Linked DNA regions of Rattus norvegicus: region 1 is linked to region 2. Evidence: chromatin contacts called from public Hi-C data. All regions are on one chromosome and are shown on one strand. The core of a region is the stretch at or near the end of the contact, and the rest is flanking DNA. Distances in the headings are between cores, read along the strand shown. Region 1 holds the start of Abhd5 (abhydrolase domain containing 5, lysophosphatidic acid acyltransferase). Region 2 overlaps Ano10 (anoctamin 10).

Evidence for each region. Hi-C and Micro-C count contacts between places; a contact is called where the count stands out from the background.
Region 1: a Hi-C map of liver shows a contact between it and region 2, with 2.6 times the contacts expected there. The contact joins the promoter of Abhd5 here to the enhancer-like site in region 2. A contact is called at or near these places in 2 of 12 Hi-C or Micro-C datasets (the A7r5 cell line and liver).

Annotation. Positions count from the first base shown.
Region 1 is chr8:130,875,436-130,879,793 of GRCr8, forward strand. Abhd5 (abhydrolase domain containing 5, lysophosphatidic acid acyltransferase) reads left to right here and starts at 2,437. Exons shown (of 7, transcript NM_212524.1): 1 at 2,437-2,529. The coding sequence starts at 2,477. It overlaps LOC102552874 (a long non-coding RNA gene), which reads right to left and starts at 2,200. Exons shown (of 4, transcript XR_005488606.2): 1 at 2,067-2,200.
Region 2 is chr8:130,809,011-130,812,972 of GRCr8, forward strand. The region is part of intron 3 of Ano10 (anoctamin 10); the gene reads right to left. Among named protein-coding and RNA genes, the nearest start is that of Ano10, 27 kb to the right of the region's middle. Within about 2 kb of position 1,406, at least 19 of the 93 cell types and tissues checked have an H3K27ac peak or open chromatin away from gene starts, as enhancers often do. A contact at or near this core is called in liver, where this site is marked.

The DNA.
Region 1 (4,358 bases), core at 1,187-3,686, 67 kb after region 2:
TAGTGGTATTGAAAGGCGAGCCCTAAGGGCAGAATTTGGGCCACAGTGATGCTCCTTTCATGCATCAATTAATGCCTTCATCTTGGGAGTCAGTTTTGGGGGAGTAGGTTTCTTATTGGGCCCCTTTCTTGCTGTATTTGCCATGAGATGAACAGCAAAGGCCCTCGTTGTATACCACAGAAGCATGGCAGTCCTCACAGCCCCCAGCACCACGAGAGACAAACCTGTCTGTTGTAAATGACTCGTCGAGGTGTTCCTCTACAGCGGCTAACGTGGTCTAAGATGGAGAAAGATGATGGGGTCTTAAATAAAGGGTAGCATGGGCTTCATGAAGGCCAGAGTCCTGTCATCCCAGCCTCAACACACTGCGGTTACAGAGTAAGGGTATGCTAACTGTGGGTAAGTATGTGGGAGTGAATACATCCTCACAAGTAGGTAGAAGCTGATGATTGGAGAAAGGTAATTTTAAATTAAAGTAATGAAGGGAATAAAAACGTTGATATTTACATCATCCATTTGCCTCCCCCCCCCAAAAAAAATCCAGAGGGTAGCGGGAGTGTTTCTGTTCAAACCCATATCCGCACACCTGCCCTTTGTTAGATCTCTGTGAAAGGGGCGCGCCACACATTTGTGGCCTCATTAGAATGATTTGGGGGCTCGAGTGATGGCTCAGCGGTTAAGAGCACTGACTGATCTTCCCAAGGTCCTGAGTTCAATTCCCAGCAACCACATGGTGGCTCACAGCCATCTGTAATGGGATCCAACGCCCTCTCTGGTGTGTCTGAAGATAGTTACAGTGTACTCATATATGAAATAAATAAATCTTTAAAAAAGAATGATTTGAAAACTCAGTCAGCGTACATCAGGCTCCTGAGCAGCCCCAGGCATCAGTAGCACCCAGGTGTGGCTGAACTAAGGAACCTATTACATATTCTCAGAAGTTCACTTTTTGGGGCACGGGGATAAGGGAGGTAATGAGAATTGGACCTAGGAACTGATGCATAGAGGGCCCACTGAGCTACACAGCCCTAGCTTTGAGCAGCTCATCAGGAGCACAAAGAGCTAGGCTACCTCATACCACTTTCTCCTGACCCGAGGGACCTGCCCCCAGCCAAGGGAAACATCCCTTATGCAACACTAGGATGCCTATATTGTTTAATCACAGTGAGTGTCATGGTTCCAAATTCTATTTTTAAAACACAGCCTTGGACTTAAACACTAGCCTTGCTAGCTGCCGGCTTCTATTTTCCTGTGCTGAGCTTCCCTCTCTGTCACTTTCACTCACTCGCCAACGTCCCTGAGCCAGAAAAGAATTAAAATAATCCCATGTGGGGTGGTGGTGGTGGTTTATGGTTTTAAAAAGATTTGTTTTTTTAGAATTATGTTTATGTGTGTGCCTGCTTGTCTGTATGTGCATATACATTAAGGTGCTCCGAGGTGAAGAGGGTGTTGCTCCTCTGGAACTGGTGTTACAAGCAGTTGTGGGGGCTGCACAAGGATGCTGGAAATAGACTCCATTCTCCTCTATAAGGACAGTATGCTCCCTCAACCACGGAGCCATCCCTCGAGCCCCGTCCCCTTTACATTTATTTATTTTAAAGACAGGGTCTCACTGTGTAGCTCTGGCTGGCCTGGAACTCTCTATGTAGATCAGGTTGGTCCAACTCACAGAAATGTGCTCGCCTCCAACTCCCAAGTGTTGTTGTGAAGGGCATGTACCATCACGTCCAGCTCACGAGAATATTTATTTGAGAATATTTTATGAGCCCTCAGACCTCTATCATTTCAGAATGGATTCTAGGAAGCTTCTCCCCCCGCACCCCTCCCGCGATCATGGTGGGTGGTAATGGTGTGTGTGTGTGTGTGTGTGTGTAATTCTAGTACCTACACATATGCTCTCAGACTTCTCATGTCTAGAGTCTGGCAGCGGGGAGTGCAGGTTAGGGTCAGAGCAGTGTCCACTCAGACTGCGGTTGGACTGTAGGGTCCAGTGAGCCGCCCTCTCCCAGTGGCCACCTCCTGAAAGGAAGGGCTGGAGGGGCCACCACCACGCTGAGGATGCGCACCTCTGCCTTGTGTCTCGGACTCAGGCTGTCTCTGGCTGGCATCTCACTTCAGGCTGTGGATGGCTTGCCTAGAGCGCCGTCCAGGGCAGTCCGGCCCGGCGGAATGACGCATTAATGGTCATTATTCTGATGGATGACTACCTAGGCTCCCGCGGCGTCGGGCTGACCTTCCTAACCAGTGCCCCCGCCTCCGCGCGACAGGCGACAGGCGGGCAGCGCATGCGTATCTGTGAGGCCCGGCTGCAGGGACGCCGAGCCTGCCGTGGCGCGGCCGCGCCCTCGGATCGTCCCGGCGCGCGGCCGACGCATGCGCGGGCGGCGCGGTCTTAAGGGCGGCCGCGGCCGGGGGCCGCCCAGTCGGCCTGTCAGCCGGCTTCGAGGTGCCTTCCTGCGCTTGCGCGGCGGCAGTGATGAAAGCGATGGCGGCGGAGGAGGAGGTGGACTCGGCAGACGCCGGTGGAGGGTGAGGATCACCCGGGAAGGGGGACGGCGTGGGTCTCGTGCGCTCTGGCGACCCCGGGCGGCCAGCCGAGGGAAGGCGCGGGCGTCCGCTCTCCCGGTCCGTCGGGGCTGACAGGCAGCGCCCGGGCCGCGGGGCTACGGGGAGGGAGGGCGGCCGTCCGGGCGGTCCGGAGCTCGGCGGAGCTCGGAACTCCGCGCCGGGTCCCGGCCGCCTTCCCTGGACGCGTGAGCTGGGCGTCGCCAGGGTGGGAGTAGGCGTCGGACGCGGAGTCCCTCGGGACGGCCGTCCGTCGGCGGTGTGGGAGCTCAGGACCCGGGGCGCTCGCGTCCCACCTCCCGCTGCCTTGTGCGCTCCCGTGACCCGGCGGTCTGGCTTCATTAGAAAAGTCGGCTGGAGTCTTCTCGGCAGCAAACTTTGTGAAAGTTGAAGGGCAGATGCCTAACAGGAAGCCCTTTAAGTTTTTGTTTTGTTTTGTTTTGTTTGTTTGAAAACCGGGGTCGCTCAGTGTTTGCCCTGGCTGGCCTGGAAATCTGTAGACCAGGCTTGTTTCAGATCTACAGAGACCCAATCCCTTTGCCTCAGCTGCCCAGTGCTGGGATCACAGGTGGGAACCACCATACCCAACTTTTTGATAGACATCTTAAGTTATTCTTTTCTGTCTGTCTTTGATATAACGTGTCCTTGTGAGTAGAATAATGCTTGGTGGAAAAGTTAAATTACTATGGAAGTTTTATTTCACTATGATCCTCAGAAGGCTACTTGTTTTGTATGGACAGGACTATACTTATAAATTAAGTACTTTCACAAGTTCTACTTCAGCTAGTTGGAGACATTTGCATAGGGAAAATAGATTCTGGTAATGTGAAAGCCAAGTATTTTGGAAAGATGTTAGGGGAGGAATATTTTGAAACATTAGAAACTACACTCTCCAAGTTTTGTTTAAGTGATAACTAACAGGTGGAGCTCACTGCTTTGGTCTGTTGTTGAACTTCCTAATTACATTGATATGAAATACAGAGTGTCGTGTGGTACAACCAGGACCTGTGTTTCTATTAAATTTGCCAAGACATTTTCTGGCTCCGAGAGTTCTAACTTGTGGGCCCTTTTGGTCTTGATACCGTGAGACTCAGGAATTGTGAGGCTCAGGAATCCGTAGCACGACAGTAAGAGTGACAGAGCATGGGTGATGGCTGGAGGTCACTGAGGGCAAGACTGGCCACAGTCCCTAGACAGAGGTAGACCTCCCTGGTATTTTTGGCAGGACCCTGGAGCAGTGCTGCACAACCAAGCAAGCAGAGAGAAGGCTAGGTTCCTGCTGGGTGCTCCATCAGTGTGGACATGATAGTCCTAGAGTCTCCCTGGTGTGGGGAATCTGACCACTCCCATTTTCATCTGGAGTTGCCACCTCCGAGTAGCAGAGCTAATTGGAGCCTACCTGCTTCTTCAGGTGTCTAAATTGAGCTTTAAGGCGTTTCCCTCACATTTCTTTCTAACTTTATACACATGGGGAGATGATGTTAATAAAGCAAGCCATTATAAGCTGCCAGCTTACAGCGTTTTGGAGCATATAATTCTTCCCCTTTGTGGCTCTTCGTGGAGACAAGTTTACTGGGAAGCTTTCAAAATCCTATCCCTTTCAGTTGCAATACAGTTGAGAAAGCCAAATATAACAAGAATAGGGTAGATTTCTGGGGATTGCTTTAATGATATCCCAGAGAGTTATGTACTGGTAGAGTGTGGGGGAAAACGCCATCACAGAAATTCACCATTCAGAGTAGACCAAGAACCTTTGTGGTTTTCAGGGCATGCTGGAGTTGATCTGTACCATT
Region 2 (3,962 bases), core at 156-2,655:
TCCACACAGGACTTGTTCCCACAGCACTACACCTGTGCCTCCAAGGTAGTACTGAGGTCGGCTGCATGATCCAGTCTACAGAGGACTGCAGAGAAACATATCATGTGTAGTAGCCACTTTGGTAAAGCCTCCAAGAGTATGGCCCTCAGATCCTCTAAGCATTGGGTAGGGAGAGGTTAACATGGAGAGAGGACAGCAAAGTCATGGGAGGGGGCAGGGGACAATGACAAAATACCTCATATTTTTCTCATATGCAAATCTAAATTTAATGTGAAAGCAGAAGGTAGAGGTTTTCAGTTGAGGAGTGGCCAGGAGGAGGGGGTAACGGAAGGTCATGGAGGAGGGAACATGAAGTCAGAAATATACACATATGAAAATATCACAACATCTATTTTCTGTACAACTAAAAATTAATTAAAAAAAATACAAACAGGGGCTGGGGATTTAGCTCAGTGGTAGAGCGCTTACCTAGGAAGCGCAAGGCCCTGGGTTCGGTCCCCAGCTCCGAAAAAAAGAACCAAAAAAAAAAAAAAATACAAACAGGTAGTCAAATAAATTAAGAAAATGTTGTATTAAACTATTGGATGTATTTTAATGTCATGTCAAACTTGATTGAATAAATTTTTAAAGTAGGCATTGCCTAGCCTTTTTCATTGAAAAGAGGAAAGGAATAAGACATATCATGAGGTAAAAGTTCTGTCTGAAGCACAGAAAAAGGCAATTTCAACATGAAGTATAACACCAACCCACACTGCCCAATTCAGAGTAGGGCAGACTAAACAGCGCACATCCAAATTACAGTGGGTGGGACAGGAGTGCCTAGTGTGTGTGGAGCCCAGGCCTTGGCCACCAGAGTCACAGAACTGAACGGCATCAACAGGGGAAAAAAGTCTGCAGATTGGGCTGCATGTAAAACAAATTCTAACACCGGATGCAGCTACAATGACCCTCAGCAGTGCCAAAAGCAAAGGGTAAACAGAAGCAGGCGCCTGGAGTGAGTTCAACCTTATCCAACACTAAGCAGTGAACAAACAGTGATCGTAACTGTGAAAGACGCGCTGCACTGGAGTCCTGCCAAAATCTTCATGCAGCTAAAAATAAAACTACAGGGCAGAGAGCAAGCACGTGCACAGCACACCTTACAGACAGCACAGTGCCAGACACATGACGGAATTCCCATAGTTAACAATCTCTAGGATTATGACTGATCAAGAAAAAAAAATACAAACGATTTTTAAAAGTAAATGGCAAAATTAAGTTGTAAGATGAACAGAAATAAACATCAGAAACACAATAAAAATAAATAAAACATTCCTATCATTTAAAAAAGCAGTAAGTGGTATTCATCAGGAGTTGTAAGATAGGTAGAGTCCACCAGCAGGGGGCGAGAACAGGCTCACACTAGAACACCATTGTCCACACGCTGATGACACAGAGCCTGAGCCTCACAACCTGCCAGGCACTGTGGAGTCTGACAAGCTCTTAAACATCCAGTCTAAGCCAGCAGCAGAGTGGGTGCTTTTCTAACCCTAATAAGGATGGCCTCGGGCAAAGACAGTGTGTGACGTGGAGACAACAAGCATAGGAAGCAGCTTGGTGTGTCCGTCCCCAAAGACTCACACACCTGTGATCTGACAGCCACCCCAGGCCATTCCTACTTTCTCTGTGACTGAAGCAATGGAGGAAATGTATTAGATATCCATCGATATAAAGACAGACTCACGGTGGGACAAGTGGCCTAGGAAAGGAACACACTGGAGTTAACTCAGAAGCCAGATGAGCAGAGCATCCTGCAACAACAGTTAGGCATCTATGTGCAGTCCCCATTGTTTGACAAAGTGCTCTCCGGACCGATGCCTCTCAGGAGAGAAATGCTGGGGAGATTGCAGCCTGGGACAGAAAGGAGGTCCAACAAGACCTCAACCAGTCTTCAAACTCAGACGCTGGAAGTTATGTCTCCCTTCTGCTGTGATCCTCCTCCAGGGAGAACAAAGACGAAATGTGCAAACTGCCCCAGGGAGTGTCTTCTTGCCTTATGGTGTACACAAAAACTGCTTGTCTTTCAAGACAGGGCTTCTCTGTGTGTAGCTTTGGCTGTCCTTGAACTCATTCTGTAGACCAGGCAGGACTCGAACTCACAGAGATCCTCCTGCCTCTGCCTCTGCCTCTGGCTCCTGTGCTGGGATTAAAGGTGTGTGCCACCACCACCTGAGCATGGTGTGTTAATACCATAATAAAAGTAAAAGCCCCCATTGATCTAGACACCTAGAATACAGTTTGCAAGACACAAGGACAACTGTTGCAGCTCACTTTGAGGGTGTGTATGGGGAGAAGGTTCCTAAAAAAAAAAAAAAGTCAAGATAATTTATCCTAAGAAAGTACTGCAATATTTAAAACAAAAGGTCAAAAAAGATTAAATTTTGGAAAAATGCCATCAAACCAAGGCAAATCTGCATCCCACAGACAGATTGGGAGACAGAGTCACATGGGTTCAGAAACAGAGACCAAGGAGCGGGTAGGCAGAGACCCAGCACCTGACACAGTTTTATCACACGCAGACGAAAGGTGAAAGGCCTAGTGTCCAAATGCCAGTGAGAAACTGCCCTATCCAAAGATCCCAAAGGCACACAAAGGGCACACGCACGGGGCAGCCTCCACCTGGCCCCGAGAGCCTGCAGGCGCTCAACAGCACACAGTGGGCAGCCTCCATCTGAACCTTGCTTTGAGCACACAGGCTTCGAAGCACATAGGGTGGCAACTAGGAAATGTCAGTGGTTCTTGAAGCACTGCCCTCCTGCCTGGAGACTGAAACCAGGCCGGGTGTGGTGACACACACTTGTAATCCCAGATCTTGTGAGGCAGAGGCCAACTTGGTCTACATACTGAAACTCTATGTTGGGAAGAGAGAGTGTGTGAAAAGAACAGAAACCCAGATGCAGGGACCCAGACCTGGGAGGCGGAGACCAGAGCTTAGGCCTTGCTGCTGTTTACACTGGTGCACTTCCACTCTGGAGCCATCGCCCGCCTCAAGGTACCGTTACACAGGGCCTATCCACCTTACCCTTGCTGCTAAGACGTCCTCAGTCACTCTGTGATGTCACTCGGTGAGCCCAAGGGAACAAGAGCAGGACTCTGGGACAAAGCCTCACCTACCCTTTCATGCCCTACCCACACTGAGTTTCACCAGGGTGTGTCCAGTCATAAAGTGAACATTGCTGTCAGCCTAGGTTTACACTCAACTTCAAGCTGACTGGATGCTACAAGGACCCAATGACTCCAAAACGGACAGAGCACGCGACCTAAAGGCACAGCACTCCAGGGGTGTGAACTTGCTGAGCAATCCAGATTCCTGGGCAATAAGGAGTGTTGAGAGTGGGCTCAGAGACGCAAGCCGACAGTGACTTACTCAGTGACTTCCCGGGGTACAATTTGGCCTGCGGGTAGCCGGGGATCATCTTCTCGTCTCTGGCTCTAAGATTCTCAAGTTCGTGTTTGATAATGAACTGACACTCAGCCATGGTGAGGAAGTCATCATTGTTACCTGAAACACAAGACTTTCTGGCTACTTTCTTCATAGCAATATGAAGTTGGTGATGCTTAGCTTTTATGCTTATGGTTATAGAAATGCCATAAACAGAAACAACCTACGGAGTGGTCAAAGTACAAACCTGGAAAATCAACAGGTGGCAAGGATGAGGTACCCCACTGAATTCTAACCCAGCCTTCAGTCGCTTCTATTCTTCTCTGGCCCCAGTCGTCCATCAGCACACACTGTCCCAGCTTTACATAGAGCCAGAGACCAGAGCTGTACTCCTTCACTGTAGGATGTTTTTAATGGGGAGGTAAGATGGTAGGGTGATGTTGTGTGAGCTCGCATACCCTTGCGCTGCGCCAATGCTTCTAACCTTTTGGGAAGGCTGACTTAGAAGGGAAAGCCCTCCAAACTGTCCCATGGCCTCACT